2 separate regions of the Mus musculus genome follow, and region 1 is linked to region 2. Evidence: chromatin contacts called from public promoter capture Hi-C data. All regions are on one chromosome and are shown on one strand. Each heading gives the region's core, a stretch centred on a gene start, on an enhancer-like site or on the middle of the called end of the contact. The rest is flanking DNA. Distances are from core to core; before and after follow the strand shown.

Region 1 (2,700 bases), core at 111-2,610, 1.6 Mb before region 2:
ATTGCAGTATTCCCAGCATGCAGATGTCTAAAGGTGGGGCTGGCAGGCTGGCTAATGGATTAAGATGGCTATGATTGGAAGAGAGGAGTGAAGGGTGGCTGAGACCTTTGGCCTGATCATTAAAAACAAAACAAAACAAAACAAAACAAAACAAAACTGGGCTTGACATGAACTGTATGTAATGAGGAAGATTGTGTAATAACCATATGCAGTGTGTTAAGGTACAAGTTCTAGTGTTTGATGCTGGACATGTTAAGTTTGACACATTGCTCACACTTAAAACATACATTTACTAACTGTGATAAATTCAGCTTTTTTTGTTTTGCTCTTTGAGACAGGTTCTTACTATGTAGTCCAGACTGGTTTGGAACTTGCTTTGTAGCCTAGGCTGATCCCAAACTTGCAATCCTCCTGCTTCAGCCTCTTTCAGTGAGATTATGGGTGTAGACCATCTTATACACAGCAATAAAGTCAGCCTCATTTGCTAAACACCAAGATAACGTGCAAGAAGCTTTATATAGACTGCCATTTAATCTTCTCACTCATTCTATATAATCCTAACATTTTGTTGCCTTTTGTGGATGAGCAATTGTGGCCAGTTGATATTCGATATAAGCTAATTTGGGGTTGGGACCCGCTCAGTCTTCAGAGCTCTATTTGTCAATCTGGATCCGAAGCAGTAGGGGACCACTTTCTAAACATATTTGCCACAGATTTAGGTTCTGTTGTGAAAAGGTGCCTGGAACAGGAACCAAGATTTTTAATTCCAGGCCAACAGCAGCTGTGAAAATGTACATGAAGGGAGCAGGTGTTTGAAAGCGCCACTATCCTAAGACAGTGTTAAAGAATCGGAGATCATGCCTTCGTTTCGGCCGCTATTTCTCTGAGTAAACAAGATACTAGAACCTGCCGTGAACCCTTAGTGGCGTTAAAGCAACTCCCAAATGTGGCTAATTTGGAAACACTGCACTGGAGAGAGGGCGCATGGGTCTGGGACCCTTGCCCAGACTACATCCTTTTGAAAGTTTAACCTCGTGTGGCCTTCCTTAGGTGGCCCTCAAGAAAGACCAGGATACGGAGCACAAAGGCCGGGAACCGCTTAGGGCCTCAGCATCCGCTCAGTTGTCCGCCTCCCCTGCCCCCGTGGCCCCCAACACAGAGAACGCTGGCCCGCAGCCGAGCTGCGCATGCGCTCTGGGTAAGGTCCGCTCCCCGCGACGTCAAGGGGCTTGCGCCCGTTCCCAAAGCCCCGCCTCCTAGCGCCTGAGGCGACCCGGGCGGGGGGTGGGGGGTGGGGTCGAGCCACGCCCCCAGCCGAGTCGAGGAGGGCCGACCGGAGCCGAACGCCTCCGAGTGCCACCGAGCTCGGCCGAGCGGCCGGGAGTCAGTTGGTGCTGCTCGTCTTCGCCCCAGAAGCAGTCCGTGGATCTGGCGTCGCCACCGCCGCCGCCGCCGCCTCCGCGGGGCCTGTGCCGGCCGGCCGCCCACCAAGGAAGGAGGGAGGCTCGCGGCGTGGGGAGAGCAGCGGGGGCCACGGGTGCCGCCGCCGCCGCCGCCAGGTGAGCGCCCGCCGAGGCCCAACGTCCCCAGAGCTGTCAGTCCCGGGCGTCTGTGTGTCTCCCCGCCTGTCAGCCCCTGTGTGTCTGCGAGCGCCTTCCCGCCAGGCCCGGCTCCCGCCCGGCCCTGTCAGCCGCCAGCACCCCCGCTCCGAGCGGCCCCGCCCCTTCCCCCCGATGTCCCGCCTTCCCCATCTGTCAGCGCCGCGCTCGCTCGCCGTGGGCTCCACGCCCGGGAGTCCAGGGTCTGGGTGGTCGCGCGGGACAGAGTTGCAGAAGGAGCCGAAGCGGGCCGGAGGTGGGGGGCCTGGCCGTGGGTGCGTGTGTCCGCATCCCGCGGGCGGCTGGCGAGCGGCTGGCACCGGTGCGTCTGGTGAAATGAGCGTCGGGACTCGAACCACTCCGGGGTACAGTGGAATCCTCCTTGCCCACGCGGAAACACCCGGGTTCTGGGATATCCAGATGGGCGTGTGAGCAGAGTTTGGGACCTGGGAAGCCTCTCCAGTTTGGGGTTTTCATTCAGAGAAACCTGTTGGAAGTGATTGGGGAGTGGGTGGGGTGTGGGGCTTAGGGTGCAAAGTACCTGAGAGCTTGAGGCATTCTGAGTTGTGTGGCTTGCATTTGTGAACAGTGATTGCCAGGGTAGTGTGTCCTGTGAGAAACTGTTATGTGACGCGGGTGGGGGTGGGGGTGTTAGAGAAGGGAAGGCATGCTCTTTTCTGCCTTTCTGGATGTCATGCCAACACATATATTTATCTAGATAGCCTAAAATGTTTATTCATGAGGCATCTACACATTTTTTTAATGAAAAAAAAGAGTACGGCACTTTTCATATATATATATATATATATATATATATATATATATATATATATATATATACACATACATACACACACACACACACACAAACACACATGGTCTCGTATGTTGCTATCTTGATTTATTTTTTTGTTTGTGGTAACGTAGCATCACAATATTTCAAAACTAACAGAAATGTGTTCTAAAATAATTGGTAGCTTGCCGGATAATTCTCAACCGAGGAGAAAAGATCCAAAAGCACACTTCATTAGCTGGAACAACTGATTTCGGGCTTAATTTGCTTCTAAGAGACATACAGTGGAAAAATCCAGAAACAGCAAAG
Region 2 (2,804 bases), core at 174-2,673:
ATTAGAGCAGTCATTGACTGTGCCTTTCACTAGCTCCTCCACAAAGGCAACAGAACCTTTGGGCATCTTCTGTGAGACAGTATGTGCCTTTGGGACGTGGCTTCTTGGGTGAGACTGATGGTCCAGGGATGGATTCATACTTATTTACAGAGAAGAAAACTTATCTGTGTGCATAAGATCTTGGAATGTGAAAATTAGAATTTAAGATATAGCTGTCTCTTGTGAGACTATGCCAGGGCCTAGCAAACACAGAAGTGGATGCTCACAGTCAGCTATTGGATGGATCACAGGGCCCCCAATGGAGGAGCTAGAGGAAGTACCCAAGGAGCTAAAGGGATCTGCAACCCTATAGGTGGAACAACATTATGAACTAACCAGTACCCCAGAGCTCTTGACTCTAGCTGCATATCAAAAGATGGCCTAGTCGTCCATCCCTGGAAAGAGAGGCCCATTGTACTTGCAAACTTTATATGCCCCAGTACAGGGGAACGCCGGGGCCAAAAAGAGGGAGTGGGTGGGTAGGGGAGTGGGGGGGTGGGTATGGGGGACTTTTGGGGTAGCATTGGAAATGTAAATGAGGAAAATACCTAATAAAAATATTTTTAAAAAATTTTAAAATGTTGACAAAAAAAAAAAAAAAAAAAAAAGAACTCCCACAGGGCAGGAATTTGGATGCAGGAGCTGAAAAAAAATAAGGCTTAGAAGAAAAATATCCAAGTGAGCCTAAGTGGATAGACACTGTATAGTCCTTTTCTTACCTGGGATAAAATGGGCATCTGTATGATGGATACTATAGGAGTTTACCAAAAAGAAAAGAAAAGAAGAGAAGAGAAGAGAAGAGGAGAGGAGAGAAGAGAAGAGAAGAGAAGAGAAGAGAAGAGAAGAGAAGAGAAGAGAAGAGAAGAGAAGAGAAGAGAAGAGAAGAGGAAGCCCAGGTTAGTGGTTCTTCATTCCTTTGTCCATTTAATATTCATTCATGGACCAGTCACTATGACCCAGTCATCAAAGGCAGAGGTGTGGACAATTGCAATGTGCTTAGATGGCGATGGTTATGGTTAGAAGGTAAGAAAAAGGGTGAAAGAAGACGTAGAACAGACAAAAATACGGGAGCCAATGGGATCCTGTGTAGGTATTACTTAATATGTACACCACCAGAACTGGTTCCCATAGGTCCACAATGCTCCTGGCTGGAAGAAGGGAAGTCTGTCCTCCAGCTGGCTCAATCCTGAGTGGAGCCCAGGGCTTGGGCGGGAAGCTCAGAAGTGGGGGAGGGGAGCTGCCTGTGGTGGCTGTCACACCTGGTGGGCTGAGAAAGCTGTCATTATGGAGCATTAGCATAAGAAAGCGAGGCCCTTGTGTTTGGGCTTGTCACCCCTGGCAGTGACAGGACGCACAAATGTGGGCAGACTTAGGGAACAGAGGCCTTCAGTGTCTGCACTGACAGTGTTGGGTACCACAGCTGTCACTCTGCTGGGACTGGCCCGCCTCTACTACCCACGCTGCCATTAGAATCAGCAGCTACTCGCCCACCACCTTTATTTCCACACAATGTGTCAATAGTCACTTGGCAGGTTGTAGCTGGGAGACAAGGGTGGGGCATACTTGCTTGCTGGGGCAGAAAAGGATTCAGGAAGCATCCAGCATACCTCCTCTGCATCCAAGGATTTGGACATTATACTGTCTGCTCTCCTGGATGCCTCAGGACCATTGGCCTGGGCACACAAGGAGAACTCTGTGACTCATCCCCTCTTCCCTGTTTTCCTGCTGAGAGGAAAACAGACACAATTAAACAGGCAGTTCAGGATGACAAAAGATGGCTCAAGAAACAGGTTTATCTCATCAAGGACACTTATCAATGACTTGGTTGTGTGTTTTGAGTTTCTTGATTTCTTCATCAAGAATCCACTTTGCATCTGGCCAATGCAAGAAATTAATATATGCCTGTAAATCTAGAAAAATGTTAGAAAAAACAAAGATAATTGAAGAGGAGCAAATGTGACTGAGAGTTCAGCACCACAGAACAGGTACAGCAGCAAATAGACCCAAGACAACAGTACGGCTAATATGCCCTGGTGTTCCTAGGACATTTGTCGGGGCTGAACTCTTGGCTTTGTATCATTACACTGATTCTCAAAAAATCAAAAACAAAAACAAACAAACACAAGCCTTCTAGAGAAGCAGAGGACCGGAGATGAGAATGACCCCAAGTCAACCTGAGCGAGTTGCTGTTTCTAATACTACAGTTTTGCATCTGCTTTGCCCCCTCAGAATGACCCAGCAAACTCAGAGTTCAAGATTAAGCATCTAAGATCAGGTAGGGTTGGCAGCCAGGCTTCAAAACCGGACTTTTCCCTGATTCTTGATTCTGTAAAAGTTGCTTGGTGCTATGGCTTCCCGGGGGCCAACTCCACATTTGGATGTCTGATGATGTGTATACTTCTTCCAGATGTTTGACAAGAGAGGATTTCAGCTCCAGAATGAAGCAAGGTGCAAGTGCTGGCGTGAACTGGACCAACTTTAACCTTCCTGTACCCAGGCTCAGTTATTCTACAGACCATATCATGTTTTTACTGAGGTTCATACTCTCCTTGTTGGCAAGCCAAGGGTGTTAAGATATCGAAAAGAAACATGGAATGTTGTACAGACAAAATTCAGAGCAGCAAAAACTAGAAGGCCTTTGGGGACTACCCACTGCTGCCCCCTCATTTTACAGCTGAAGAAACAAGACCCCGAGGTTAAAAAACTGCTTCAAGGTCACACAACCCATTATAGGGAGAGCCCAAATGGAAATCCCCAGACTCTAG

What was found. Promoter capture Hi-C pulls out the DNA fragments that hold promoters and counts their contacts.
Region 1: a contact with region 2 is called in a promoter capture Hi-C map of embryonic stem cells, with 12 times the contacts expected there. The contact joins the promoter of Zhx3 here to the enhancer-like site in region 2. A contact is called at or near these places in 4 of 39 promoter capture datasets (the C10 cell line, cranial neural crest, embryonic stem cells and 1 more), 1 of 115 datasets of contacts at active chromatin or transcription factors (embryonic forebrain) and 1 of 9 other capture datasets (embryonic stem cells).

What each region holds. Positions count from the first base shown.
Region 1 is chr2:160,871,650-160,874,349 of GRCm38.p6, reverse strand. Zhx3 (zinc fingers and homeoboxes 3) reads left to right here and starts at 1,360. Exons shown (of 4, transcript NM_177263.3): 1 at 1,360-1,559. Gm35129 (a long non-coding RNA gene) reads right to left here and starts at 1,352. Exons shown (of 3, transcript XR_866921.2): 1 at 1-1,352.
Region 2 is chr2:159,233,735-159,236,538 of GRCm38.p6, reverse strand. No RefSeq gene overlaps it. Among named protein-coding and RNA genes, the nearest start is that of Gm25090, 96 kb to the right of the region's middle. Within about 2 kb of position 1,423, at least 19 of the 459 cell types and tissues checked have an H3K27ac peak or open chromatin away from gene starts, as enhancers often do. A contact at or near this core is called in embryonic stem cells, where this site is marked.